Regions from separate parts of the Mus musculus genome. Here all the other regions are linked to region 1. A link is a contact called in public Hi-C, Micro-C and promoter capture Hi-C data. All regions are on one chromosome and are shown on one strand. The core of a region is the stretch at or near the end of the contact, and the rest is flanking DNA. Distances in the headings are between cores, read along the strand shown. Region 1 holds the start of Amn (amnionless). Region 2 holds the start of Ankrd9 (ankyrin repeat domain 9). Region 3 overlaps Tecpr2 (tectonin beta-propeller repeat containing 2). Region 4 holds the start of Eif5 (eukaryotic translation initiation factor 5). Region 5 holds the start of Mok (MOK protein kinase). Region 6 holds the start of Tecpr2 (tectonin beta-propeller repeat containing 2).

Evidence for each region. Promoter capture Hi-C pulls out the DNA fragments that hold promoters and counts their contacts. Hi-C and Micro-C count contacts between places; a contact is called where the count stands out from the background. Capture Hi-C pulls out chosen DNA fragments and counts their contacts.
Region 2: a Micro-C map of embryonic stem cells shows a contact between it and region 1, with 1.6 times the contacts expected there. The contact joins the promoter of Ankrd9 here to the promoter of Amn in region 1. A contact is called at or near these places in 3 of 39 promoter capture datasets (hippocampal neurons and liver), 4 of 484 Hi-C or Micro-C datasets (embryonic stem cells and reprogramming fibroblasts) and 4 of 115 datasets of contacts at active chromatin or transcription factors (craniofacial prominence, embryonic limb bud, forebrain and 1 more).
Region 3: a Hi-C map of cerebellum shows a contact between it and region 1, with 2.2 times the contacts expected there. The contact joins the enhancer-like site here to the promoter of Amn in region 1. A contact is called at or near these places in 14 of 39 promoter capture datasets (the 3T3-L1 cell line, 3T3-L1-derived adipocytes, the HPC-7 cell line and 7 more), 1 of 15 datasets of contacts at CTCF or cohesin (large pre-B cells), 7 of 484 Hi-C or Micro-C datasets (the G1E-ER4 cell line, the HL-1 cell line, the N1E-115 cell line and 3 more), 2 of 115 datasets of contacts at active chromatin or transcription factors (forebrain and kidney) and 2 of 9 other capture datasets (adipose tissue and liver).
Region 4: a contact with region 1 is called in a promoter capture Hi-C map of liver, with 2.3 times the contacts expected there. The contact joins the promoter of Eif5 here to the promoter of Amn in region 1. A contact is called at or near these places in 2 of 39 promoter capture datasets (both in liver), 3 of 115 datasets of contacts at active chromatin or transcription factors (all in embryonic stem cells) and 2 of 9 other capture datasets (adipose tissue and pancreatic islet).
Region 5: a promoter capture Hi-C map of liver shows a contact between it and region 1, with 2.4 times the contacts expected there. The contact joins the promoter of Mok here to the promoter of Amn in region 1. A contact is called at or near these places in 2 of 39 promoter capture datasets (both in liver).
Region 6: a promoter capture Hi-C map of liver shows a contact between it and region 1, with 2.2 times the contacts expected there. The contact joins the promoter of Tecpr2 here to the promoter of Amn in region 1. A contact is called at or near these places in 1 of 39 promoter capture datasets (liver), 1 of 115 datasets of contacts at active chromatin or transcription factors (embryonic stem cells) and 1 of 9 other capture datasets (liver).

What each region holds. Positions count from the first base shown.
Region 1 is chr12:111,269,594-111,274,352 of GRCm38.p6, reverse strand. It overlaps Amn (amnionless), which reads right to left and starts at 3,257. Exons shown (of 12, transcript NM_033603.3): 1 at 3,189-3,257; 2 at 2,538-2,656; 3 at 2,411-2,455; 4 at 123-210. The coding sequence starts at 3,231. Gm51960 (a long non-coding RNA gene) reads left to right here and starts at 617. Exons shown (of 3, transcript XR_003950150.1): 1 at 617-1,575; 2 at 2,328-2,533; 3 at 3,138-4,759.
Region 2 is chr12:110,977,572-110,982,130 of GRCm38.p6, reverse strand. Ankrd9 (ankyrin repeat domain 9) reads left to right here and starts at 3,091. Exons shown (of 3, transcript NM_175207.5): 1 at 3,091-3,291; 2 at 4,004-4,183.
Region 3 is chr12:110,934,872-110,939,531 of GRCm38.p6, reverse strand. Tecpr2 (tectonin beta-propeller repeat containing 2) reads right to left here. Exons shown (of 20, transcript NM_001289510.1): 10 at 3,073-3,256; 11 at 1,168-1,341. Among named protein-coding and RNA genes, the nearest start is that of Ankrd9, 42 kb to the left of the region's middle. Within about 2 kb of position 2,616, at least 56 of the 459 cell types and tissues checked have an H3K27ac peak or open chromatin away from gene starts, as enhancers often do. A contact at or near this core is called in the G1E-ER4 cell line, cerebellum and forebrain, where this site is marked.
Region 4 is chr12:111,535,388-111,540,201 of GRCm38.p6, reverse strand. Eif5 (eukaryotic translation initiation factor 5) reads right to left here and starts at 2,101. Exons shown (of 12, transcript NM_173363.5): 1 at 1,963-2,101; 2 at 1,654-1,847; 3 at 515-794; 4 at 320-401; 5 at 1-72. The coding sequence starts at 586.
Region 5 is chr12:110,839,028-110,843,852 of GRCm38.p6, reverse strand. Mok (MOK protein kinase) reads left to right here and starts at 2,914. Exons shown (of 12, transcript NM_011973.2): 1 at 2,914-3,107. The coding sequence starts at 3,101. 4921507G05Rik (RIKEN cDNA 4921507G05 gene) reads right to left here and starts at 2,824. Exons shown (of 2, transcript NR_152102.1): 1 at 2,568-2,824; 2 at 49-1,444.
Region 6 is chr12:110,886,772-110,891,400 of GRCm38.p6, reverse strand. Tecpr2 (tectonin beta-propeller repeat containing 2) reads right to left here and starts at 2,137. Exons shown (of 20, transcript NM_001289510.1): 1 at 2,075-2,137. Cinp (cyclin-dependent kinase 2 interacting protein) reads left to right here and starts at 2,256. Exons shown (of 5, transcript NM_026048.4): 1 at 2,256-2,335. The coding sequence starts at 2,329.

The sequences.
Region 1 (4,759 bases), core at 2,008-4,507:
CACCGCGCACCAACCCACTGAGACCTGCTCCGCCTAGTGCTCCCGCGCCCCGCATTCTATAAGCCCCGCCCCTCTAACCACGCCCCGAGAGCGGGGTTCCGAGCCATGCCCATCTTTCTCACCAGGGTTACAAGCTGGGTCCGAGTCGCCTCCTGCAGCGCTGAGTGCAGCTCCCGAGGCCAGGACCAACTCCCCGTCCAGAGGCAGGAGCTGTGGAAAGCGCAGGGTGAGGTGGCGCATGGTCCGGGCACGCACTTCGACCAACTAACACCTCCAGGGCACAAGGGAAAACCCAAGCTGCGACCTTGGTGGGGAGCTAAGTGAAGTCAGGGCCCGGGAACCTTAACGTGGCTGAGGCTAACAGGAAACCCAGCTAGGTCTCACCAGGGAAAGAAAAGAGAAGGCACACCGGGCACATGAGCCAGGGCGAAAGGACCCCCAACTGAGCTGTAGAGGCGACTTGGAGGATCACATCTGACGCTAAGGAGCAGGGCACAGCTGAGAGCCTGGGAATCCATGGAGCACTTGGGGCGGGAGGTGACATTGCCAGCACCCATCACTTGGAGAAAGTATAAGACAAGGTCTCCCGGGTCTTAGAAGCCAGACTTTAAAATATATCCATTTGCCACTGGGGAAGCGGCTTCAGTTTCAGAGAGAGGGACGCAGGAGAAGGAAGGACATCTAAGAGTGATTTTAGCTAGTTTCGAGGCTCCACTACGGGATCATCTCACCGTTCAAATCCAGTTCTGAGCTAGGACTGTGCTGTGCGGAAGGGAAAGACTGATCCGACACTATTTCCTGGTTCCCCAAGCCTCGGGACCTCATCCCTCCATCTTTGTCCCAGAGCTTAGGGAGACGGGGCCACGGGAGCTGCTCCTCACAGGGCCATCAGGTACCAGTCATCACCCACAGCCCAGGCTCTTGTCCCCACTTGGCCTTGCTAGAGCTTCAGACCTGTCCAAAGGCTCACCCTAGACAGAGGAGATGACATAGGCCAGGTACACCCACGCCAAGGGACTCCACCCACGGGTGGGAACAGACATGATGTATTGTAAGCACAGTGGCACCTCAGGATGGGCGCTCTCTCTCTCTCTCTCTCTCTCTCTCTCTCTCACACACACACACACACACACACACACACACACACACACACACCATGTGAATGGAATGTATTCTTATAAAGAACAGGGCTGGGGTAGAACTCGGGGATGGAACACCTACCTACCTAGCATTTGTGAGACCCTGGGTTCTGTCCCTAGCATCACAATAAACGAACAGAACGGAAGAGGAAATAAGACGAGATTGTAGAAAGCTACCCCACTAGGGACCTAGCACTAGTAGATAAACACCAGGCCTGGTCTAGCTGTGGGTGTTCAGTGACAGGTGGCCACATCCAGGCTCCACAGAAGACGGCAGAGGAGTCCAGGGGAAGGGTGGACATCCAAGTACCAAATTACTGTCTGAGGGAGGCTGAGGCAGAGACATGAAACAATGGGGAGAGCTTTCCAGACCTGAGCTTGGGAAAGCAGACTTCAGCGGAAGCGCCAGCAAGCAGAACCTAATCCACACATGCAGGTATGCTTGATATCAAAGACAGAGACTATCCCAGCTTCCAAGATATGAACAGACAATAAATGGCTGGAGCCATGGCCCACTGGTTAAGGTTCAAGACTGCTCTTACAAAGAATGCAGGCTCCCGGTCCACATGGTGGCTCACAACCGGCTGTGATCTGGCGCCCCCTTCTGGCCTCTAGTGGTTCTGCGTGCACAAGTTGCTTGGAGGATGCTAGTCTTTTTTTGGAGAATTGGAACAGAAGGTGGAACTCCCATGTCATCCCGTTAGGAAATTAGCAAAAGGAAGAGCCAGGCGTGGTGGCGCACGCCTTTAATCCCAGCACTTGGGAGGCAGAGGCAGGCGGATTTCTGAGTTCGAGGCCAGCCTGGTCTACGGAGTGAGTTTCAGGACAGCCAGAGCTACACAGAGAAACACAGTCTAGAAAAACCAAAAGAAAAGGAATTAAGGAAGAAAGGAAGAGAGAGAGAGAGTTCATTCTTAGCTCCAACCACAGGGTCTGAACTAGGGTCTCGGGACCATCAGCCTTTATTTATAAAGCACATAGCCTTAGCATGAGGGGAGGCAGGGGCTGTTTAACCTCTTGCTCCTCACCCTCCGGCTAGCTGGGCCACTGGTAGCTTGTTAACATGGCCTCCAGGAAGGGAAGGGCAGGCACGTTTCCCAGAGCCCACCCTGCACTTAGATACTGTGGGGGAGGGGACAGTGGAGCTGGACTGGGAGACCCCACGTACTCTCTGATGTCCTTTCCCAGAGATTGTCTCTACCCAGAGGCTCCATGGCGGCGCACGACCCAGGGCCAGCCATGCCCGCTGAGGCCACAGCCCCGAGCCTTACCATATCCGAGATGGCGTGACTGTCTCGTACCAGGACCGACACCATCTGCAGCAAGAGGTGGCGTTAGGCGCGAGGCTGACCGACCTCCCCACCTCCAGTTCATCCCCTCAACCCCCCACCAAGGTACCTTGTCCGCCGGGAACTGAACCGCATCTCCCGCGCACGGGGTCCGGTTCTGGTTCCAGTTGGAGGCAGTATCGAAGGAGGTATTGGGGACCCAAAGTTTGTAGGCGGCCCGAGTCATTGCTAAAGAAAGGAAGGCTGAGTGTCGCCTTCTGGGAAGGCGACTTTCCAAAGAGGCGCGGCAGAGGTGCACACAGCGCAAGGCGGTCAGGCCCCACCGCGGCGTTCTCAGGCGCACTCTTAGCTGATCTACAGAACCCGCGCAAACATGCCCTTCTCCTCCCTCGGAACGTCGTCTCTATTCACAGCACTCTGACTGCCCGGGGGGGGGGGGGTCGGAGGGGAATCGGCCCTTAGGAAAGAGCTCTGGCGGGAAGCTCACTGGGGCAGAGAGGGGTCCCAGAGCCCGGAGTTGGCGACCCTGTCCCGATTGTGCACAGAGGAGGCGCCAGGGGCTGGGAGGTCCACGGGAATAGGCTGCGGTTTCTCCACTTCCTGGGCTTTGGAAACTTTACCAACCCACGCCAGAGGACCGGGAAATTGAGGCAGGCTGCCAACGCCACCTCCATATCCCAACCTCTCCTGCGATCGCGACCCTTCCTAGAGAAACCTCAGCCTCAATCAAGGTCCAGACCCAGGGGGACACGGGGCCTACCACAGAGCTGCAGCCACAGCAGGACCCGGCCCAGAGCACCCATCTCTCCGCCGAGGCTCTCACAGATGCGGACTTCGCTCCGAGGGCCCCACGTGACCGGGCGGGGCTGAGGGACAGGGGGCGCCCAGATGTTACACATTTACCTTGGGATCGCCCAGCTGTCTCCTGAGGGCCCTTGGAGGAATCTTCTCAGCGGCTTTAGCATCTGCCCTTTAGGACCCAGGACCCTGGGTACCCAATAAGAGGGTGTCGTCCTGACTTTCCCGGTGACACGGTGTGGAGGTGGCCAAGAACCCTGGAACTCAGCCATCTTTGCCCATCTTCTCCAGGCCTGAAGTCTTAGCCTGGGTGTGTGCTCTGCAGGGATTGTGTGGGTTGCAGAACAGACCGGAAGGGATGTCAAAGGCGCGTGAAGGTCCTGGAAGAGAACAAAGAGAGCTAAGGCAGAGAGTGACGTGCCTGGGTAGGCTGGCCATGAAGGCAGGTTAGAGGTGACAGGCAGGGTGCACGATGAATGGAGAATCACCAGTGAGAGAAATGACGGGTGGGCCAGTCACCAAACGGTGGTGGCAGTGGCTTGAGGAGGGCTTCTGTGAGTACATCATTGACAGTGGCACCTGGTGTTGGATGTTAAATTCCTGATAGCAATGGGGATGACAGTGGCTGGAGAGTGACTGGGCTAATGGTAGAGGGTGGCTCACTGATAGCTGTGGATGAGTGGGTAGGGGACAGTGGGTGGTGGCTGGGTGGGAGTGATGGCAGCTGTAGACATGACTAGGTTGTGTGTGTGGGGGGGAAGAGTGGACCGGAAGGGATGTCTGGTGGATGGCAGACTGAGGATGCTGGGAAAGTGGGGTGAAGATGCTGGTGGGGTCCATCTGCAAGGAGTGTTGGCTGAGGTAACAGGAAGGTCGAGGAGAGGTAACAGATTTTATGTGGGATGAGTGGAAACAGACAGTAGATGAGGCGGGTCCCTTGGCAGGGCCGGAAAGAGGATGGAGATCGGGCAAACGGGGTAATGAGAGGCTACCCCAGGCAAGAAGCTTCCCAGCCCAGAGGTCAACATGTCACTCGGGAGTTGTCTCTTGTCATCCAGCCCCGCCCAGTCACATGTCCCTGTGGGGCAAAAATGGATGCCTGAAGAAGATACCAGGGAGGAGTGTGGGTGAACTGTGGGCAGATGAGGTTTGGTTGGTGGGTTGCATGGTGTGACTTCACAGCCAGCTTAGCAGGTTCACCCCAGACACACCTCTGGCTGTGGCTGTGAAGGTCTCTCCAGACACTGATCGGGCCAGACCTGCACTGACTGTGGAAAGTCTTCCTCTCTGCTTCCTGAGCCATACCACAGCGCGATGTGTATGACATACCAGTATGACCAGCCGCCTCATGCCCTCCCTGCCGTCTCCTCCAACTGTAAGCCCAAACACACTTTTCTTTCCTGAGGCCACCTTTGCCAGGTGTTTTGCCACAGTAGGGGTGTTAGAGGAATCACCTTGGGGTCAAGTTTGTGGTAACGGATGGATGGATGCTGTGACGTCTGTCTGGTGATGGTACACTTGTGAATGGTGGAC
Region 2 (4,559 bases), core at 1,842-4,341, 290 kb after region 1:
TAGGTTTAGTTTACAAGGTAAAGCTGCCTTGGCATGGTGTAGGGGTGCTGGGGTCACAGCTGGCAGACTGGTATAAACATGTTTTATAGGCTAGGTTACAAACATGCCTGCATGCCCTGGGCTGTCGGTCTCCTCTCTGGACTTGAAAGCTTTGTTTATCTCTTGGGACTGCTTAGCTGGCCTAGGGTCCTGTGACAGCTATTCCTGGTTGTCACCTTGACTACATCTGGAGTGAATTACAACCTGGAAGCAAAGGGCACACTTGTGATGATTCAGATCCTGAGGCCGGAAGACACAGACTTCTGACCTGGCTCTTGACATGGAGATCTTGAGGCATAGTGGCTATGAAAAGCTTAGATACAGGCAAGGTAGTACGGGCCTTTAATCCCAGGAGACTGAGGCGGGCAGATCTCTGAATTCAAGGTCAGCCTGGGACAAAGCAAGTTCCAGATCTAGGCGTGGTGAAACAATCTTTTGCTGGAGGCCTACGTAAGGAAGCTGAAAGAAGGAAGGCTCGCTCTTCCTCGCCTGCCCGCACTTACTTACCAGCTCATCTGTTGGAACCTGCTTCTTCAGGATTCCAGCTTATATAGAAGACCAGCTGGAACTTTCATTTTTTTTTCAAACCTTATTTTTAAGGATGGCTGTTAGCCCACCACCCACCAGAGGTAGTGAAAAAGAAAGGATATGGGGGAAGTGGACCTGTTTAGAAAGGTTCTTTGGAGCAAAGAATCTCTGGTTCCATCTGTGTTGTCTGGAAATCAGTTCAGCTCACAGGTTAGCAGTGGCCGTTTGATCCACTTGCAAACACTTGAGGACACACCAGCAATTTAGTTCGGAAGAATCGGGATGGCAAACATGAATCAGTAGCAGCGGCACAACCTAGCAGACACAGCCAGGCCTCAGCCTCTGCTCAAGTCAGCAGGAGGGACCAGAAGGAATTCTGGAAGAAGCTAGTTCTCTGCTCTGTCTGTCTGTCTGTCTATCAGAGAAGCGAAGATCAGCAAAGACTCGAGACCCATAAGCGTTGCACAGCTAGCTCTATAGGCAAGCCAAGCTCGGCCTCCATCGCTGTCCTTTTTATACTCTCTCCAGGCATCACATGTTCACCATGGGCAAAATATCACTCTGCAAATCAGCCCGAGTCTGTGGAAGCAGCAAGAAACTGCAGCACATCACAAGGTCGTGTGTGTGTGTGTGTGTGTGTGTGTGTGGTTCTCTCTATGGAGTCCTGACAAACGCAGCTCAACTACACAATATAAGGCAGAATTACATGCATTTCGTTAGCTAAGAATCCTTCATCACGTTTCCTTTCTTTCTTTTAATCACATGTCCTTTCATGGGCCTGATTTAGCAGAATATCCTCTCTCCTGTGTCTACTTCAGTGAAACGTTCCTTCACCAGTCTGCCTTAGTCTTTCATCTGTGCCCATTTCAGGAAAACACTCCTTCACGTGTTTGCCCCAGCAAAACACCATCTGACACAATGACTTTCCAAAGACCACTTAAGTTTCCCCTTCAACTAGCTGAAACAACTAGCCCAGTGAGGTTGAACACCGCGTAGATTCTTGGACTTCCCATTCACAGCTGCCCATTGTTGGGTTAGTTGGACTACAGACTAAGTCATTATAATAAATTCCCTTAATATATAGAGACATTGCATAAATTCTGTGATTCTAGAGAACCCTGACTAATACAGGTGAAGAATAACAGGAAGTCTCCATGTGTGCACGTGTGTATGTGCGTGTGTGTACACGTATGCCTGCTTAAGTCTACTCAAAGGAGCCAGGTGAGAGAGACTCCAGCTTAAAGTCCCTTAGCCCCTGCTGGCACAGAGGAGCCAAGAGGGTTGAAGGCTGTATACACATTTGCTCTGAGGTAGGGGAGGGGAGGTTGCTTTGAAGGTGCTAGCTGTCTGCTGGACAGAGGCAGGAGGAAGGGCTTGGATGGAGGCTGCAGGAACCCTTGGCCCTAACTGAGCCTCTAAGGGCATTGTGGAAAAGAAACTGGCCGTGCCTGTGAATGGAGTTTGGAACTATTTCATCAGGGGGATCCTTGCCTCTGGTAAGGTGGGGTGAGAGTCCCAAGGTCCAGGCGTGGCAGCTTTCATCTGTGCATTTGGAATGGACTTGGCACTCCCACACCCCTGATGAAGTCAGGGGCTCCCTCAGGCTCTAGGGTCAGCCATGGGAAGGCTAGAACATGCTCCCAGTTCTGCCTGAGTGAAAAACAGCCCCAAAGTGTACCTTTCTTTGGACAACCGACTCTCTCTCTCTATCTCTCTGTGTGTGTGTGTTTTGAGATAGGGTTTCTCTGTAGTCCTGGCTGTCTTGGAACTTGCTTTCTAGACCAGGTTGGCCTTCAGTTCAGAGATCCACCTGCCTCTGCCTTCTGAGTGCGGGGATTAAAGATATGTGCCAACTCACACTGGACTTAAATAACTATCTACCTCATAGCAGGCATCATAATTCTGCCCCCCCCCCTTTTCTCCTGTGTTAGTGGTAAAGTCAAAGTGAAAGAAAGCGTTTAGCCCAGAAGACGACACAATAGGCACTATAAACAGCTCTTATACACGCATGCATCCATGCCTTTCTTTTGAGATTGGAGCCGAGGCTAGCCATGCCAGGGCGTTGGCAGGGCAGAGCAAGGTTCAATAGTTTAAGGGCTCAGTCCTATTCTAGGCCTTCCCACACGCAGATGGGGTAACAGCTGGATGTTTCCCCAAGGTCAGTGAGGGTCAGAGCAAGGGAAGCCCAGAGCAGGACTCTTGCAGCAGCCGCAAGCGCAAGCCAGGGAGCCTATTCTTGTGTGCAGTCTAGGACCGCACAGATCCAGCTCCAGGAGCCTGCCGGGACTCGCCCCGCCTCCATCACGTCCCGCCCTCCAAGCTCTGCCCGGTGCCCGGCATCTCTCACCACCCCTCCCCACCCCGCCACCTCGGGGCCCTCAAGTTTCTCCGAAGTTTTCCGCGGGTCCCTCTGAGAGTCCCGCCCCCTGGCCCGTGACGCAACAATGGTGCAGCGCGACGACCAATGGGTAGCGGCGGGGGCCGGCGGCGTGAGCCAATGGCGGCGGCGGCCCGTCCCGCGGTCCTGCCCGGCCCCGGCCGCACTGCGCCGCCCGCCGCCCTCCCCTCGGCGGCACCAGCACCGGCATCGGGAGACGGTGTCGCGGCGGCTCAGAGTGCAGCGGGCGCTGCCTCCGCTCCCGGCGTCGTGGGATCTCTGTCTGCTCGCCCGTGCATGGACGGCGCGCGCTCCGGCCCGCCGCAGGGACAGGGTCGCGCGGCTTGGTGAGTCGCCTGCCCCGAGCGCCCCGGTGCGCAGGTGCAGCCCCTGATCCTGGCCACCGGCCCGCAGACACTCGGGCGCGCCCCGGGAGGGGTCAGGGAGGATCTGGCCGGCGGCCCAAGCTCCAGTCACAGAGCCGCGGCCGTGACTCTGCCCAGTGACGTGGGGCGGCCGAACTTTACGTAACCCGCCCGGCACCCCACGCGTGCCCACACAGTGCATCTGGGGCGCAGGGGGCCCAGGTTCCGGGAGGAGCTGCAGTCATGCCAATCCCCTCAGAGGGGCGTCTGCCGCAGCCCACTCTATAGTGCTCACCTCTGTAACCCAGTTAATGGTCATGACACTGTGGACGAGGCCCTCTGGCTGTCCCAGGTCCCTTGTAACCTAGAGCTTACCCTTGCTGGAGGCAGTAGGGCTCTTGGGCAGGGAGACCAAGGGTGAATGGCCAGGGCTCAGGTTTGAGGCTTGGGACCCAAGGTGGAGGTAGGGTTTTTAAACTGGGGTCTGCAGTGTATGGAACGGCCCTCAAACAGAACGCAGGAGACCTAGGCTCTTGTCCTGGCTCAGCCTGACTTGGTGACTGACCTTGGACTAGCTTGTCCCCCGTTGAAAAGTGAGATGGCAGTATCGGCCTCATGTGGATGGACCTCGAGAGGACTGCAGGTGGTGTATGCTCCAATCCCCCCACTGACTTCACCTTTTCCCTCCTCCCAGGAGCTCCTTCCTGATGGGCAGGAAAATTGTTTGTGGATAAAAGAGCCAGAGCCACTTTCCAACTCTGGCTGCGGGCGGGCGCACTGCCAGCCCTGGGCCACCACTTTCTTGTTGATGAGGTTTGGTGTGTTAGAGTGAATACCTGCATCTACAGAACCCAGGGCCGCCTGCAGGAACCAGGTAGGTCTAAGTGAATAATCTCCACGACCCTCCTGGAAAGAAGTTTGAGTAGTCTCTTGGGGTCAGGGTAGAAGTAGAGTTGGGGCTGGATTTGGGGGTGTGAGGGTGATTTGGGCTCAACTTGTGCTGTGAGCCTGAGTCTTCTGCGATGTCCCATGGGTTCCTCTTTATTTGCAGTTGGAAGGACCTGGCTCAGGTGTGAAAGGAGCGCTTTTTGAAGGTTCCAGGGCTGCAGAGGGTTGGCACACGGAAGGCTCCAGCAGATCCAGCCTTCTCTAGCACAGGCAAGAGAGGAAGTGCAGGTGCAGAAATTCAAGAATGGTTCTGGGTCCAGGAGAGAATAGAGCTGGGGGCAGTGACTGGCAGACCCGATTCA
Region 3 (4,660 bases), core at 1,367-3,866, 330 kb after region 1:
GTGTGTCATGTTTCTAAATGACATCAAAGGCAACTACTGAGGGAGCAGGCTGGACAGATAATATGTAAATCCATGTTCTATTGCTTTGGCCAGCAAGTACGTCCTAGTAGTATAATCACAGGAGTACCAGCAGAGTTTGCAACTATGAGGACTTGCCCACAGGACTTCTGCAAATCGGTGCCAACCACTGATTCCAATTCAGTAGGACAGGAAGAGTAAGGATGATGTGGACACTGCTCTGACAGCATGGTTGGAGGTCACCTGCTCCTTCCTTACGTGTAGTATCCCCCCTTTCCTACCATGACCAAAGTCAAATGTCCTAGAAGCTAGATATGCATGTGTGTATCAGAGCATCCAACTTCCACTGAAATACACGAGAATTAACTAAGCTGAAGGCTAGAGCCCCACACATGTCCATGAAGTTGGCAGTGCTGATGACCAGGTGATGACCTCCACACTGAGACAGAGCCAGGTGGAGAACCATTCCCGGCTGATAGCTCACTCCAAAGATGAAGCCATGTTCTCAGAATCAGTATTAAATGACTAGATCAATATTCATGTAAATCCATATGGCCCCTTGACAGCACAGACAGAGCCCCCTGCTCCCAAGGCCATTTCCCCCTGACAGCACACAGTTCCCCCTGCTGACAGCACACAGACACTGACTCATTACAGTGTATTTTTAATAAACGAGTCCCACTGTGCCAGGTCTAGCAGCTAAAGGTTTCCCTAAGGGCAGTTTCCTAGGACAAGTCAATTGCTATTTACAGCAAGTTACTTCTTGTTGTTTCCCCCAATCCACATGTAAGTATGTGTCCAGGTGCTGGGCTGTGACCTAGCTGAGAAAAGAGGGAGATGTCTGTCAAGTCATGACTGCTCCTGCTTTCCTCTTCAGCCTGGATACTCCAGGGTATGCACAGGGTATGGGCAGCGGCAGGAACGGCCGGCTCTGCCCCATGAGGCATCCTACCCTGCACTCAGTCACCTATTCATCCCTGCCCAGACCAGTCTGTGTCAGGGGCAACTGCTCTTCCATGGGAAACAGTGCTTCTAGAAATGTTCTCACTTAACTTGGTTTTCGGTCTCTGCATCCTGTGACTGCTCTCAGAATGTGTCTAGCTGCAGATTCAGCAAGTGACAAGGACAATGTACATGGCCTTCGACTACCTGTCTGAAGGTACAGATCTCCGTTGGTCCTGATGATCCAGGCTGTGTCATCACTCAGGGCCACAAACACAGCCTGGGGCAGAGCCTCGTACCAGTGCCGCTTCCCCTTGATGGTGACTTTGCCACAAGCAAAAGCACGGTTAGATTTCTGTTCAATCTTCCAGAGAAGAGCCCCTAGGAGAAAAAAACTCTACTCACTGTTCAACAAACATGAGATTCCCCTACACAAACACTCCATTCTCAGCCCTGAGAGGGGCAGCTTTCTATAATACATCTTGTTGCTTCCACCTCAGGAAGAGCCCACCATGCCAGAGTTTAAACCCACCAGCTCTATGTTGTCAACATATGAATGTATCTAAGTCTCACTTTTCTCAACTGAAAGGTGGGTCATTTCCACCTTTTAGAACTGATCTAAAGGCTAGATGTAAGAGGGGATGCACCACATAGCACAGGGTGGGCACAAGGCAGTCACTCACTCATGTCGGGAGAGAGAGCTGACATTTCATTAGGTACGTGCCTACTGACACATAAGGCACAATTAGTGCCCAAAACTAACTTTGGGGACCTTGGGAAGGGCCTTTTTTGGATCACTTATGTGTATGTGAGTCATGTTTTCATTTAAAATTCTGAGGAATGGATAAAGGAAATGAGGAAGGTGGGCAGCAGGCCAGAGGCACTGTGAGTGGAGGCTAAGGCATTAGGCCAGGAGAGGATACCAAAGAATGAATGCACTGAGCTACCGGAGGCCTCCGAGAAGTCATGTACAAGCTTCTCCCCTAGCCCTGCCCTGCAACACCACAGGGCCCGAGGCATCCAAAGATGTGTGGGTCTCAGCTGAGAAAGATGATCTCACAGAGACAGACAGACAGACAGCTCCAACCACAGCAGCCAAGGAATAGTTGGAAAAATAAAAAGTAATTAATACAATCAGCAGAGAATCAACACTTCTAAATGGCTAGAAGGATGGGCTTAAAAGTATGTGACAGAAACAGGAAAAAAATGAAGATATACAATTATACAACACCAGCTAATGGAGTGGGCTATTATCTCACCCAGTCTCCAGGGGAAAATAAGTGTCAAGCAAACTGAAAGAAAGTGAGCAAACAACTAATAAACTAATACTTTAACAAGAATGCCCTTTCTTTTGTTTCTCCTCCACGATGCCCACTGCTTCAAAAGAGATAAGCACATATCTAGCATTAGGAAAATGCGAATGAAGTATAGTGGGGTTATGCCTATAAGCCCAGCTCTTGGGAGGCTGAGGCAGGAGGACCCAGTCTGAGGCCAGCCAGAACTCCACAGTGAATTCAAGGTCAGCTTGTGCTATACAGCCATGTCTAAAACCAAAACAAACAGAAATAAAGAAAACCACAAGTACACGAGTCTCCATAGATGAGGGAGTTATCTCAGCCTAACAGACTGTATTCAAAATAAGTCTCCTGGGTTCACTAAAATGCGAAACAATGCACAAAAGTGTGAGGCCTTTGCGACTGCAGTCAGGGAACATCCAGCACACACCTACAGGCCTGGCCTGGCCTCACTACTTCAGTTGTTTTAGAGCAACACTGACAAACCGAAATATGTTATTTTTATGAGGATTTAATGTTCCAACATGGGGAGAAAATAAAAAAAAAACCTCAAAACTCAAATTATTTGTATAGCTTACAAAAATATGTTCCTTGTGTTATTTCTGTAATTAATAAAATAAAAAACCAAAAAAATCAAGCAAGTATGCCGAACACCCATCACCCTAACCAGTGTCAAAGGAAGCATTCATGATCTTTAACAGTACCCAGCTAAGCTGGCAGGAAGGTCAATCTGTTGACACTGCTGTTGCCAAAGGAGAGCTGCCCTAGGAGCTGGGAGCTGTGTTGGGGGTTGGGAAGTAGGAGCTGGGAGGCAAACCTGAGGGAGAGACTGCCATCTGCTGGACAGCATCTTCAAACCTCTGCCAGCGCAGCCCTGCACCAGGCAGGGGACTGCAGAACAGGCCACCTTTGTAGTCCAGGCACCAGAGAAACTTTTCCGAGACCGCCAAGCTGAGGATGCCATAGCCAGGAGCCGAGTAGCCCATCCAGCTCTCTGCAAACTAACAAGGACAGAGGCCAGTGAGTTCTGTGCAGGGGACACGGCTGCCTTCATCACACTGTTACCAACAAGGCAAGTAGGCAGGATACTGACGTCAAAGGATCCTTGAGAAGCCTTGCCTAACCCCGCTCTCCTTGGATCCAGTCCCAGAAACATTCTGGAATAGGAGTTCTGGTCCTTGTGGAAGATCCCATAGCATCCTTGGATAACACTTTCACACAGCATAATACCCTTCCTAAGTAATGCTCGAAGGTGTAACCAACCACTCGTCAAAACAAGACATTGTCACCTTGCAAGTCCACACTCAAGAACCATACAACCCCTCCCACAAAAAAGTCTGCAACAGAAAGCATAACATTTAAAGTAAGTTCATGATTTGACAATTGGGCTATGTTTATAGCTATCCTGGTGCACATGCCCTGCACAGAATACAGGCCATGAATGCTTAGGACTACATGACATCACATCAAGAGACCTTACTTTATACAAGGTCATCAACACATGTATGTAAATCATCTTTCTGTACACTTAACTTATGACAGATACCCTATGGGAACAGCATCACAACTATCTACACTACAGTCTTTCAAGCCCTGTGCTAACCTCTGGACTCCTGGCCTGCTGTATGGGAACAGCTGGGGAAGTGTGGATGAGATTCTGTCTCAATTCTGCACACTAAAGCTTTGTTGCTATTCTTTTCATTTGTATTACTTGTCTAATGTAACCATGTGTATGCACACACACACACGAGTGTGCCTTATACATAGCACATGTGTGGCAGGCAGAAGACTTGTGAGAGCTGGTTCTGTCCTTCCACCATATGGATCCTAGAGACGGCACTCAGGTCCTCAAGCTTGGTGTCAGCCCTAACCCACTGACCTGTCATGCTGGTCCCATGGTGCTAGGATTTGTTTAAAAGTCAAAGCTAAAAAAGGTTTACTTTAGACACACTTGTACAAATACCTGATATGGAAGCTAGTGTTATGAAAGAGAATGGTTTCTACCTTTTCTCCACCTGGCTTTGTTCACCATAGCAAACTTTTCACTTAGCCCTTGTCCTATAAAACAAACAAACAACCCAACATTTCTCAGCTTTTCTGCTATTTGGAGCAAGACCAGGTACAGCAAAGCTTGGTAGATAACTTCAGAGCTCCAGGATCCTTTTCCATGGGCGAGGGCTTTCTTAAGCTAAAGTTCTAAGATATACCAACAGATGTGATCTGCCAACTAACACTCTATATCAGGTGACCACACTGCTGTGGTTTCCCATAGCTCTTCCCATAGTGACAGCTAGCTGCCACTTGCAGTGAGCTCCCAGCATGGACACATACACTGTCAGTTAAGAGCACTTAGGAAGCAGTGCACTGAAAAGATGAACACAGGATGCAGAACAAGCCGCCAAGTT
Region 4 (4,814 bases), core at 852-3,351, 270 kb before region 1:
CAATGTAACGGTCATTCTTAACATCAAACTGGGTCTGTGCTCCCAGCTCACAACCAAAATATTTGGTGGGATCTGTATAAAGACAAGACATTCCATTATAGTTAACTAAAGCACTGGTTGCACGTGAATATACAAAAACTCACCGTGTTAAAATTACAGGGAAACTGAAATACAGCCAGGGTGGCTTAATGACACCCAATCAAGTAGGTCCGCAGTTCCAACTTGCTAATTAACATGATTGAGGAAAGATGTATAGCTCAAAGACTGTAAAAACTATAGCCATAATATACCTTTTCAGGCTTCTCCAAGCTTTACTTACACGTTGGAGGCCGATTAAGCGCCTTTGCAACGTCAACCATGTTGACTATAACTGTCTTGATTCCATTTCCTTTGCCCTCAACCTAAAGGAAATAAGAATTTCAATTTTGCACTGTCTTCCCTGTGAAATGTAATCTTTCAAAACCTATCAAGAGTGTGCGGACCAACAGGCTACTAAAATAAAAACCAGCATTACCTTAGCAATCAAACGGGGCATCTTGTAGCGATAGAACTGGTCTGACACGCTGCGGTTGACGTTGACAGACATTTTGGCTTATTAGTGACTTTATCAATAAGATGAAGAGATCTTTGATTGCAACTTTTTGGTATCTTCTGTCTGGAGAAGAAGGGATGACATAAACGACTGCAAGAGTTCTCGGTCTCTGACATGAAAAAATTTTCGCCACTGAGGCTGTAAGCTTCTTGCTTGTATGCTATGTTTCCCCAATACAGGTACCAATGGCTGCGCAACAGCTCTGAAAGAGAAAAGGAGAAAACACACAACAACCCTACAGGTTTAGCATCACTCCTCCCCGGGACAACTTCCCGTCCCCGAGTCCCTCACACAACTAACACTCCGAGCTCTAACAGCCCGAGTCCTTGTGAGAAAACAGCTGACATCCCCATGTAACAAAGCACAACTCCAGGAACCCAGGAGGCCACCATTTTGACACGGGTTGTGACTGGCAGGGAAACTGCTCGAAACGAGGAGGACAACACGGAACACAAACCCTGCTCCCTCAGCCGCCGGGAGATTGTCACATCAAAGGCCACCGGCGAGTCATGGGTTGCCCCGGCCGAGCGACAGCGTTGTAACTGCCGAAAAGGGGATCCGGGCCCTTTCTCTCCCTCACTTCAGGCCCGGGGGCCACCAACTTCGCCGATGGCGCCTCCCCCGGCTGCCATCGTGGTAAAACGGGAAACGTCGAGCCGGACCTGCCAACCGCCGAGGGGCGGCTTCGGCGACTCCGGGGGCTTCAGGGCGGCAAGTCCAGGCTGGGAGCCATTGGCTCCGTCGGAGCACGAGGACCACGGCCGAAGCCGCGCCCGGGCTCCCTCCCCTCGCTCCCTCGGCGCACGGCCGACCTTCGCCCTCGTCCCCATGGCTACGCGACGGTCGCAGCCCGTCGCCCGGCCTCCCCCTTCCGGCGGCCGGCGGGGCAGAGGTGCGGCCTCCCTGAGTCACAAACGCGCCCCGGGCCTGACTCAGCCACGGCGCGCGCGCGGGCGCGCTCCCGCACGGCCCGGCCCCCCCCAAACTGCGCCACACGCGCGGCGGGTCACGCGGCCGCGCCGCCATCTTGCCGCCGCCATGGCCCGCCGCCCGCGACTCACCGTTTTCGTCAAATAAAGACATAAACCCAACGCGGCTCGCCCGGGACTGGGAGGAAGAGGCGCTGGAAACCGGGTCCGGAGCGGCGGGGCCGGCGGCGAGCGGAGGGGCGGCTGGGCAGGTGCCGCCGCCGAGCAGCGGGAGGGACTGTCCCAGCGACGTCCGCGTCCACACCAGCAGCGCCGAGCCTGGCGACCTGGCGGGGACAAGGCAGTGAGCGGCGGGCGGCGCCTGCCCCCGCCGGCGGCCCGCGGGGTGGAGGGGCGGGAGCGCAGGGCAGGGGCGCGGGCCACCGCCCCCCGCGGACTCACCTCTGGAATGTTCTCGCTCTGACTGAACAACGCCGCCGCCGCGCTCAAGCTACCCTCGGCCCCGGAGCCCGCCCCTTGTACCGGGCAGCCACCGCTTATTGGCCGCAGGCCCTCCCAACTTCTCTTGTCATTGGCTCGCATGCACGTCGATCTCACGCTTCTCCGCCCTCCACTTCCTGGGGCTCCACTCGTGGTCTCGGCCCGCCTCCTGCCTGTCCCAGCTTCCTTCCCTTCCCTTCCCCCCCCCAACTCCGTCCTTCCCAGAGGCCTTCGCGGTCTCGCGATAGCCCGGCTCGCTCTGAGTTTATGCGTTCAGGCACTATGGCGCCTGCCTAGTCCTCTCTCGGGGCGGGGCCGGGCCGGCTATGTCCACGGTGCTTCTCTGTGGGCCACGCGTGATCTAACTGCTCATCTGGACCGCGCCAGGAGGCTCCCGACACTGCGGCTCCCCTTGCCTCTTTCCCACCACCCTTCCTGCTGCCTGGCCCGTGCCTGTCATCCCATATGGTGCCTCTCCCTGAGCTCGGGGAGCCAAGCCGCCGCCGAGCCGAGACTCCGCGGTTGTGGCTCTGAGGTTTCCCACGATAGAAACCTTTTTTTGTGTAGCTTGGGTCCCCGCGCAACTTAGGGTGGTCTCGACCCCAGTCAGGTCCGGCTGTGCCTCGAGGTTTGGCCATCCCCCCGCCTCGGGGCTCAGTCGCCACGTAGGGCCACCCCGTCCAGCCCAGCCCGGTCTGTAAAGGCCAGGCTGGTTGGTGACTGTGACTCCCTGCAGGTGCACCCGAGGAGGCAACAGTGTTTTATTTACTAACAATTTATGTTCGGAAGAGGAGCCCGGACTTTTTCTTTCCTAGACACTCTTCCATTATTTAAAAGAAAAAAAAAACTTCTTTTTTTGGTAAAAGTTTCGACTGAGAGTTGAAATCATCCCAGAGTCCAACTAATAATATAGAAATACCTGTTCCACCTTCCCAGGGCTTCTGAGAGCAGCAGCCTGGCTTAGTCAGCAGCTGCCTGGTTTCCTGGATGGGGAGAAAGAGCAGTGTTGTGGAAGAAGGGCTGCCCTTTGTTCTACGCCAGTAGAATTTGTAACAAGGTTAAAATGGAAAGATCAATTTTATTTTGCCCAAATCCAAGGTTATTTCCCCATGACTTAAAAGCTCTGTAAAGCTAATTGACCATGTCCGTGAGGGAGACTAAAGACAAGATGCAGAACTGAAAGATTTGTGTCTCTTCTGTAGCTTTTATTTCACAGTCCATGGCTCTACAGTTTTTACGGCTCTGTGCTTATCCAGGTTCCCCCTCGTTAAAGTGGAAAGATCTCAGGCAGTGCCTCTGTGAGCCATGGATCATGACTTGGCAGTATTGGAAAAGATTGAGTTTTTGCTTGGCTGAACTCAAATGGCAATATTTTAGAAACTCTCAGAAAAGGGTGTGAAACCAGTCCGAGGTAAGAGGCTTGTCTCACAAAAGTATTTTTGGTAACACTATACAAAGTGGTCTTTTCTGTATGTTCGATGGCCTGATGTTTAACTTCATTTTAAAAGTTTGTAGGAGCCAGGGGTGCTGACACCTTTAATCCTAGCACTCCAGAGGCAGAGGCAGGCTAGCCTAGCCTATATAACAAGTTCCAGGACAGCCACAAAGGAGATGAAAATATAAAAGCTTATGCTAGTGTTGCTTTTAATTTTTAGTGCTGTTATTATGGACAACTTCTAAGAATCACTTTGATGCCCTTTCAGTATGTAGCCCAGCCTGGCCCCAAACTCATAGCTAGCTTCATGCCTCAACCTCCCTAGTAGGGGCTTACAGACAGGTACTAGCACACCCAGCTAAGTGCTTTGTAAAAAATTTTAAATTAATTTTATTTATTTACAATAAGAAGTACTCGTAATCACGCCATTTATCAGATTCTAATATCCTACAGCTTTAAGAAGACCTTGAATACTGAGGAATTTTTACACCCATTTTACAAACAAGAAAACTGAAGCCTGAGGGTAGGGGGGGGGATGAAGCTGCTTTTCCAAGGTCATTTCCTCTGTAACTTACAGAACTAGCATGTGTGCCCAATTCTCTTGGCTCTCAGAGCTTTTCTGGGTCAGCGTATGACATAGCCCTCCCTAGTAAACAGAGGAGTCTAAGTGGGCAGTTTGTATGTAAGTGACTAATAGTCTGGTAAGGGGTGTGTTAGACCTGTGCTTTACAGGTGACAACAGCCCTTTAATATCCTGTAGGCAGCTTCTGAACGCAAGCTTGTGTGACACCAAGCTTATTGCATCATTTCCCTTGCTATTTCTGTCGCCACCTCATTTGGATGTTATTTCCGTCAGCCAGGTACTTACAGTTTGTTAAGCGATGGACACTTGGTGCTTATGAAATCCTTGTCCATGGGCTGTGCATTTTGGCCCTGGATAGCTGACATGAATAGTTGCTGCAGAGGTAAATGAGGAAATTGACTGGCTGGTTGCTTAGACATTGGTGTCTCTGAGTCTCTTTAGTTTGAATTGGTCCCCTGAGTTTTAAAACCAACTCTTCCTGAACTAGAAGTATGCGTTTCTGAGCAGTCAGACATTGTGGGCACTTAGGTAGAGCCACTTTGAGGAGCCCCCTGGTGGGTCAGCTGCTCCACACCCTTTATGACATTTGGGTCTCAGCTCTGAAGGCTGCACACAGTCACTTCAATCACTGGCTCGTGCTGGAGGAGGAGCTACAGGACACGAGCATGTTTTCTTCTGGCACACCAGCCTATACCTAAGTGCGCACAGAGAAGACAAGGTGTCAGAGATGCCAGAAGGGAGTGAGCGTTATCTGGTGAGTGCAGAAGCCTTGGCTGCCTTGAGGGCTGGTGCCCT
Region 5 (4,825 bases), core at 1,665-4,164, 430 kb after region 1:
GGGGGCACCCGAGACCCACGGAACTCAGAAACCAGGCGGCTAAGAGTACAGAAAATTAAGTTTTCTTAAGGGAGTGGATGTGTCTTTATACACAGCATTTTAAATAGCCCACTTTCTGATTTTTCATTTGTTCGCGTTTTTGAGCTATAGTATCATTTAGTCCAGGCTATCCTCATAGCTGAGCATGGCAATGAACCGCTCCTCTTGTTTCCATCTCCCTGAGGTTAGGAGTATAGGCATTCACTGGCAAGGCTGAATTTTATGCCGTGCTGGGGAATCGAACCCTGGGCTTCATACAAGCTAAACTACCAAATCAGCGCACCCCCAGCCGTATGTTTCCTTCTAGTAGAACTTTTTGTGTTGCCCTGTGTTCTGTTGTTTAGCTTTCTACATGAGAGTCGTTGGCCTGAGTGGATTTCGTTGAGTTCCTTTTTTTGGACGGTCAAATGCACGAGACCAGAGAGCAGCTGTGCTGTTTTTGTCTGTTTGTTGGCTCTTAGCCGGAGATGCCTTCAAGGGCTTCTTGCTACAGTCTGGGTTGGCTGTTCTCTATGCCTGCTGCCCAGCTCATCTTCCCAGCCTTCCCCATCCTGTGCTGGATCCCTCTCCCGGCAGCCCCAGGGGTTTGTCTCCCTCACTTTGGACGTCCATCATCCATGGTGACTCCTGGGAAGTGATGAGATCTCCTTTCGTGTGTGACCCCATTTTTGCCTCTGCCCCCACCACACCAATAACTGGGGAATTCTAGAAGAGAATTAGAAGCAATTGGAAGGCCACACTCCTCTTTTATGGCCAGTGAAATATTCAATGTCATGCCCCCTGTGCTTCTGTGAGTCTATCCCAAAGTTATCACATTGGGATAGACTCACATATCCCAAAGATATCACATTTGGGATAGACTCACAGAATGTGAGTCTATCCCAAAGTTATCACATAGCCTACGATTTAAGAAAGACAGTTTGCAGCAGGGGCAGTGGTGGTGTCCCCCTGCTTCTGTATCAAAAGATCTGGTGGAAAGAGTCACCTGACAGGAAAGCTGGAGTGGCAAAGGATAAAAGCATTTTCCAAAGTCTATGTAGCTGGAACTATGTAACCCAGGCTGGCCTTGAACTCGCAGAGATCGGCCTGCCTCCACCCATAGCCCCAAGCCACAGTGCTGGGACTAATAGCAGGAATGTGTGACAACCCCCTTTTCTCTGTGTCTCTTGCTTTTTCCAGACGCCTGAGTTGATTCTCCTGGCCTTCTTCACTAAGGCTCCATGACTCTAAGCTTGTCCTTCCTCTCCCCTCTGCAGCGGCTGGTGATCGAGCTCAGTCACTGAGTTCTAGCTTTTATCTTCCTCTTCACATTTTTAAATTTTGACATAGAGCTCTGGAACACACAGTCACAGGAAGGCAGAACATTTTCCATAGAGAAACCGAAGTCCTGCTTGTGAATTCTGGGCTTGGGGTGAGATGGAGAAACAGAAAACAAATAGGGAAATGAAAATAATTTAAATGTTTCACTCCCAATGTGTGCATATGAAAACTGTTAGACAAAAAAAAAAAAAGAAAGAAAAATAGACAAACAGAAGGGCTTTTCAGATGTTACTTCTATTTTTCTATTTATTTATTTGTTTATTTATTATGTATTTATTTACTTATTATATTACAGTAAGTACACTGTAGCTGTCCTCAGATACTCCAGAAGAGGGCATCAGATTTCGTTATGGATGGTTGTGAGCCACCATGTGGTTGCTGGGGTTTGAACTCAGGACCTTTGGAAGATCAGTTGGTGCTCTTAACCACTGAGTCATCTCGCCAGCCCCAGATGTTACTTCTAATTTGCTAAAACACATCAGTTGTTCCAGGGGCCAGTTTGAAACACACCCTCCATAAAATATGTACACGTTGAAACCCTTTGCGCCCAACTTCTTCTGGGCACAGAAACACAGGGAGTCAGAAGCCATGGGCTGGTGTCTGGGTTCAGTGATCCACCAGGAGGTGCCCCTGACAAAGCTCTTTATCATCTTGGGACTCCAACAACAGGATATATGGTTTCTATTGCCCAAGTCAGCAAAAACACTTCTCCCATCTGCCTGTTTAACTGGGTCAAAGGGTAAAGTTTGTCCTGAATCCTCAATGCTTAAAATCAGGCTTGCCCCTAGACAGATAAGAATGATACAGAGGTGACAGGTGCTGATTCCCCTGGCTTTTGGACAAACATTTATTAAGCACTTGCAGTGTGACAGACCCTGTCAAGCCTTAGGCAAAAGCCCCTAGGAATTGGGTGGGGCACCAGGGACATCTCATTTAGTCTTCACTGCGACCACTTGGGTAAGGATTTTTCTTTTTCTTTCTTTCTTTATTGAATTTAAATGCAGTTTATTTTTAGACAACCCACATGACTTTTTTTTCCCCTTTTTTTCTTTTTGAATTTAAATGCATGGGGTGAGAATTTTTCAACCTCACTTTACAGTAACAAGAATTTAGGGATCTCGTCTAGGTCGCTTTTCATTATATCTCCAATGCGTGCAACACTACTTTTAGCAAAGTAAATGTTTGTTGAATTAAGCAGTAAAACTTACAAATTACACAGCAGTAGCTATCAGGCTGCTTTGATGCTCAACTGTAGGTGTTGTCAAGAACAGGCTCCAACTAGTGTTACAGGCAGTTAAAGCTCAAGGAAATTGTTCTCGTCTGGTTCAACATCGTTACATTCTCGGGAGAGCTGGGAAGAGTCAGTCCCACCAAGGTCGCCTACTCACTAGGTAAGAAATTATACTTAAATTTAAAGCGGCGAGAGGTTGCGTAGCGACCGAACCGAGGCGGCAGGCTGCACCGCGCATGCGTGAACGGGCCAGCGGTTTTTAAACCCTCTCCTTTGCGCATGCGTATACGCATGTCTCCGGAACGCCCCTCCCTCCTAAGGGTCTGGCGGTTGCTAAGGCGACAGGAATACAATATGGCGGCCGGATCCTAACGCTCCCCAGCCAGGGACCACCGCGAAGGTCCTCGAGCCGGAAGCCACCTCTGGAAGGGAGAAGGCCGGTACCACAGTCTCCTCTTTTCTTTTCGGTCCGGGGCCGTCCAGGGGCTGACGGCGTCATCCGCGTTCAGGATGAAGAGTGAGTGGGGCCGGAGAAGGGCTGAGGGTCCCCGGGGCCTGCGGGGCGGCGCCGCAGGTACCCGGGGCTAGGCAGCGGGTTCTGCTGGAGTTTGAGGAGTTGTGTCATTTCGTTCATTCACTCGCTCATTCGTTCGTTCGTTCGTTCGTTCGTTTGTCGGATCGCATCTGAAATCTCAAGACATTGGCCGTCGGCTCTGAGCGCTCACACGGTGGCTCCCCGCCCCTGCGGGACGGCGGCTTAAACCGCGTTCGAGAGGGACGCTGGGCCGCCTATCTTACTTTCTGAGTTAAACAGTTGTGGTTCTGAAAGCATCCTTTTAGCGGAATGTAAAACGGTTGCTTAGAAGTTGGGAGATGAGGCAGTCTTTCTAGAAAATAGAAGGACTGGAAAACTGGACTTAGTGCCGGGTTTGTGGGTAACCTGGAGTCCAAATGCGACTAGACAAGTCGGTTTTGTTGGGACCGCTGTTTGATTTTCATAGATATACGGTTATGATTGCCTGTGATAGTGTAGCCAGAAGTGTAGTCTCTTACCGTGATTAGATTGTGTTCTCTGTAGTTACAATATCAAATTGACACTACATTTTAATTGCAGTGCAGTAATTTCTATGTACCATAAATGACATAACATTTAAAAAATAAGTCATCTCATTCACCCTTCAGTCTTGTGTCACTGTGTCACTCCCTTTAAGGAAGATTAATGTGGTCTTGAGGGGAGTGACGGGCGCATTCATTCCCCTCACTTAGAGGCAGAGGCAGTTGAATTTCCATGAGTTTGAGGCCAGCCTGATCAGTATAACAAATTTCAGGATAGCCAAGCCTACTAGACAGAAACTGTCTCAAAAAAAAAACAAAAAAAAACAAAAACAAAATCTGATGCAGTAGCATGCACCTGCAATCCCAGCATGCCTATGGTGAGATGGGAGCAGAGATAAGAGATTCCCAAAGAGCTCGAAGTTCAGGCATATGCAGTGCTAAACACCACAGACACTACTACAGGTGTTCCTCTCACCCCAGCTATGGTATCTTCTCTCTCCCTCCACACCCTTCTCTCTAGTATTCTCTCTCTCACCACAGATCCTATAGACACACTTAAAGAGGAGAAAAACAAAAACAAAAAAAAATTTAAGAAAAGTTAAAAAATAGACACATCATAAAATGCAAATTATATATGCAAAATATTAATTTAAAAAAATTTAAGTTTTATATATATATATATATATATATATATATATATATAGAGAGAGAGAGAGAGAGAGAGAGAGAGAGAGACAAGGCTAGCCTCAAACTCAGAAATCTGCCTGCCCCTGCATCCCAAGTGCTGGGATTAAATGCATGCGCCACCACCGCCCGGCTCATTTTGGTTTTTCAAGACAGGGTTTCCCTTTGTAGCCAAAGCTACCCTAGAACTAGCTCTGTGGACCAGGCTGGCCTAGAATTCAGAGATTAGCCTGTTTCTGCCTCTCAAGTGCTGGAATTAAAGGCGTGCACCATCACCACCCTAGGCCTCCAGAAAGTGGATTGTGGCCAAAGTTTTGGTAACACCCAGGTTTAGCCAGTTTTCCTGTCCTCCTCCTTTGCCTTGTAAGTCATTTGCATAGTGAGTGGCAAGGTGTCCCAGGGTAAAGTTAAGAGCATCCGCTCTGGAGGTGGAGGACATTGCAGCCAGGCACGGAGCTAGGCAGACCCACAGCCTCAGGAGTCCCTGCCGCCTCT
Region 6 (4,629 bases), core at 888-3,387, 380 kb after region 1:
CAAGACCACAGCAAAGATTCACTGGAAATCTCGTGACCAGATCCGAAGGCTACATTCATGGGAAACATACATTCTGAAGCTGCTTCTGTCTCAATAATCCAGAGAAAACACCACCAAACCAGATGGGCTGGCACACGCTTTTAGTTCCAGCCAGAGGCAGGCAGGATCTTTGAATTCAAAGTTGGCCTGAGTTCCAGGACAGCCACACCTATACAGAGAAACCCTGTCTTGGAAAACAACAACAACCCTAAATAAAACAAACCACCACCTAATTTCTTCTTCTGATTCTACCACACTCCCTGTCCCTAACGTCCATTCTTATTAATATAACCATCTCCTAATTTGTTCTTCACCTTTCTAAATTCAAGATCATTGTTGTCGTCTGCTTTCTTCCTCCTCTCCACTAAGTGCCAGCAGCTATTTTGTTTAAATTAGAGGCTACTATGAATGGACTCCGAGCTCTTCAACCCCAAAAGATAACTTCCCTAAGAAAAACTGAAAACCAACCCAATAAGAACCAGTCTTCCATTGAAAAAGACAATGTGGCTACATCAAAACAACTGCTTAGGGCTCTCGGAGAGGTAGCTCAGCCTGTAACACAGGGTATCCCTTCCAGAGGACCAGAGTTCAATTCCCAGCACCCACATGGCAGCTAACTTCCAGGGCATCTGATACCCTCTTCTGACCTCAGTAGGCACTTCACACACGTGGGTACACAAAAACACATGGAGGCAAGACATCCATTCACATAAAACACGATTTTTAAAAGTTACGGGGTGGGGGGGGGGAGTGAACCCCTGAAGGACTTTATTTCATTTTACCCATCCATGATTCCCAAACCAGACGGGATTCTCAGGTTTGAAATCTCAAGAGCTAGACTCCAACCTTCCTGAGGGAGTGACTAGGTGTGAAGTGTAAGCATACACCCCTAGGGCCTGGCCCAGCAACTGGCATGAGGGAAGTCTAGTAAACACTCAATGAATGAACAAACACGGGCTGTAAGTCAGGTTGCAAAAACAAACAAAATGATCACAGGTATATCAGCATTACAGCTGGGTGCGAGTAGGTACAAAAAGTGTAACAGCTTCGAAGACAAGGACTCTCTGGCGATAAGAGACTAGAGCAACTTCATACCTAGGACCTGATTTCCCACAACTCCCTGCTCCAAAAGTTTTCAAAACCTTGGCTGCAAATGATCATTCCAGTCAACGACAAAACGATACACCTCACATGCTGCCAACAAATGGAACAGAAAAATACCTGAATATCGGTGAGAAAGAAAGGAAGCACAAAGGGTAGGAAAGAAAAGTAAAGACGGAGATGGAAAGAAATGGGAAACCAGAGACTTAAGGGACTAGAGGAAAAAGCAGCGAAGCCCACAGAGCCGTGTGGGTGACAGCAGAGACTAACCTTGATCATATTCAGTCAGACCCTGGACGGTCGGCTGTGCATGCATGCACTGACCCATTTAATCCTCCACTATCCCAAGATAAAAACTTATCATTTTACGGATGACGAAACTGAAGCTAGGAAGTTGACACTTGCTCCAGTAAACGGGTAGGAAGGGGAAGCGCAATGACCTGACCCCGAGTCTGACCCAGGGTCACCCCATTCACTGTCCATTCCGCCTCGGGGGCCACACCGGGAGGCATTCGGTATCCATTTAACCAACCCTTACTCAACTCCTACTGGGCGGCCAAGCCAGCGGCAATGTAAGGGATCCAGCTGAGGATCGGGGGGACAGAACAGAACGCAATGTCAATCTCCAGGCTGAGGAGCCTGGAGCCGGCCGCGAGAGGGATGCAGGGTGGGGCAGGAGGGGAGGAGCGAGGGGAGCCGGGACGCCAGGGCGGCCCGGGGCGGTGTGCGAACGCTGCGACGCCCGGTGCTCTGCACAGACTCCGGCTGACAGATGCGCCGCGTGCGGCGGCTGCCAGGGGGACGGCGACGCGGCTGTGGAGACGCTGAGGGGCTGAGACAGGGGAAGGCGGCTCTGCCAGGGGGAGGAAAGGCGAGGGGCGGCGTCGGGGACGTCGGAGGCGTCCGGCACCCGCCCGCGCGCTCCCGAACTCACCTCCCGCGGCAGCCCCTCAGGACACCTCAGCCCCGCCAACCCGGAGGAGGCGGGATGGACTCCGGGCCGCAGGGGCTGCTGGGAGCCTGTTGCCTAGGCAACGGGTTAGGCCTCAGAGAGTAGCAGTGACTCCGCGGAGGGCTAGAGCGGCAGAGCCACAAGTGTGGGCGGGCCCAAGGACGGAAGTGACGTCACTTCCTCAGTTCGCAGGCGGGTTTTTGGGTCTTCTCAGGAATCTACCTGTGGGCCGCCGCATGGAAGGTGCGTGACAGTGCTGTGTTTCCCTAGTTGTGGGGGCTGCAGGTCGTGGACGTGGTCATGAGGGGTGGGAGGGTGGGTGGGGGAGGTCATGAGTCCGCGCGCGACGTGACATGCAGGGCGCGCCTGGACCTCGTGGGCTGCCGGGAGCCTTGTTCATTACGGTGTGAGTGTCGTCTGAGTGCGGTGATGTGCGTGAAGTGTCAGTGGTGTGACGCTCAGAGCATCCCTGAGCACATTGGAGCCAAGCCTGACGTGCCAGCCCCTCGGAGAACCCTTCCCTAAACTCCGGCATTCAGTAAGACGGGCCGTGGAGCTTGCAGTGTGTAATAAAGGCTGTCTCTGTCGGTTCGTGTCGCATGGGTCAGTGCGTTAGCGTATGGCTTGCTGAGTCCCGTTTTGCTTTGGTAGCTTACAAGAGGTAAGCAGCTAAACTGCTGTGCCTCTCTCTCTACCAGCTGCCCTGCGACTCACATTACTGACATCTCCCCATTTGTCTCTGAGTGTCTAGAAGTCAGAGCTGTGCTTTTGGTTCCTAAGTGGGTCCGGCAAACTTAGTCAGCCGTGATCCTCACCCTTAGGGACCCCTACCGAAGAAGGACGAATGTAATGCAGGAGGTGAGAGCAGTTCCTCCATGGAGCCCGTTTGATTCTCAATCAGCTGTGTGTGCAAGTTATGGGAGGGAACAAGACATAACTCCTACTGTGGTTGAACTCAGTCCTGCGGAGAAAATAGAATTAAGAAATAGAAGAAATTGACTCACTAGGGGATGTGATGACAGCCAACGAATAGGAGATAATATGTCTACTGCAGTGACTCGTAATGCAACCAGGGGTGGAAGTGGGGGCGGCGGCGGCGGGGGTTGGGGGGGGAGAGTCCAGGAAGACTTCTTGATGGAAATAACTGTTCAACTTGCTTCCTGTTGCCATGGTAAAATACCGTCACCAAAAAGCATCTTGGGAAGGAAAGGGTTTATTTGTCTTACCCTTCCAGGTCCCAATCCATCTATGAAGGAACTCGGTAGGAACCCAAGCAGAACCAGAGGCAGGAGCCATGAAGAATAGCTGCTTACTGGCTTGCTTTTTCCTAGGATTTTCTTCTCCGTGTATAATACCTACATTTATGTAAACGTACCATGTGTCAGCTGTATCCACAGGGGCCAGAAGAGGACATGGTATCTTCTGGAATAGGAATCTCAGCTGATTGTAAGCCTCTTTTGGGTGCTAGGTCCGCAGAGCCATCTCCAGCCCCTCAGATCGTTTCTTACACAGCCCAGGACCAATTGCCCAAGGGCTGCGGCACCACAGAGAGTTAGGCCCTTGTACATCATTCACCATGCAGACATCCTCACGAACAGTTGTTACACTGTGGTTCTCTCTTCCCAGGTTGACCAAGTTAACCACAAAAGTAACCAGGACAATGACTTCCCTTTTTGCATTTAACTATTGCAAATATATTTATTGCAACTTACAGATAAGTTAGCAATTATATACAAGTAGAATTTTAGCTATAAATTCTGGTTGCGTTTAAATTTGGAAGTCAGAAGAAGAGAGTCTCAAAATAGTATAGTCTCCTAAAGAAGGTTTTGTTAAATTACAGAAAAATAAAACTGGAAGCTGAAGATTTTTTGGCTCGGTTCTAGAGCATTGGAATTTAGATCTCCACATGACACTGGGCAGCTCTCAAACACCTGTAACTCCAGCTCCAGGCCACCAGTCACCCTTCTGGCCTCAGCAGCCACTCCCACACATTCACACACATAAAAACAGATCTTTAAAAATGAAATCTGCCCCGGAAGCTCTTAGGGAGTAGCACTAATGGGTGTGAGTTTGTTGGAGGACATGTCACAGTGGGTGGGCTTTAAGGTTTCAGATAGTCAAGCCAGACCCAATGTCTCTTTCTGCTGCCTGCTGAACTAATTGTAGAACTCTCAGCTAACTTCTCCAGCACCAGGTCTGCCTGCCATGCTTCCCACCATTAGGATAATCGATTATACCTGTGAACTGTAAGCCAGCCCCAATTAAATGTTGTCCTTTATAAGGGTTGCTATGGTCCTTGGCATCTCTTTACAGCAATAAAACCCTAACAACAAAAAAAATAGGGGGGCAGAGGCAGGTGGATTTCTGAGTTCGAGGCCAGCCTGGTCTACAGAGTGAGTTCCAGAACAGCCAGGGCTACATAGAGAAACCCTATTTCGAAGAACTAACTAACTAAATAAATAATCTGATCATTTAGATGTGAAGATACAATTAAAAGTTATATTTCATGTCTTAAAGGTGGACATTGTACCTGTGTG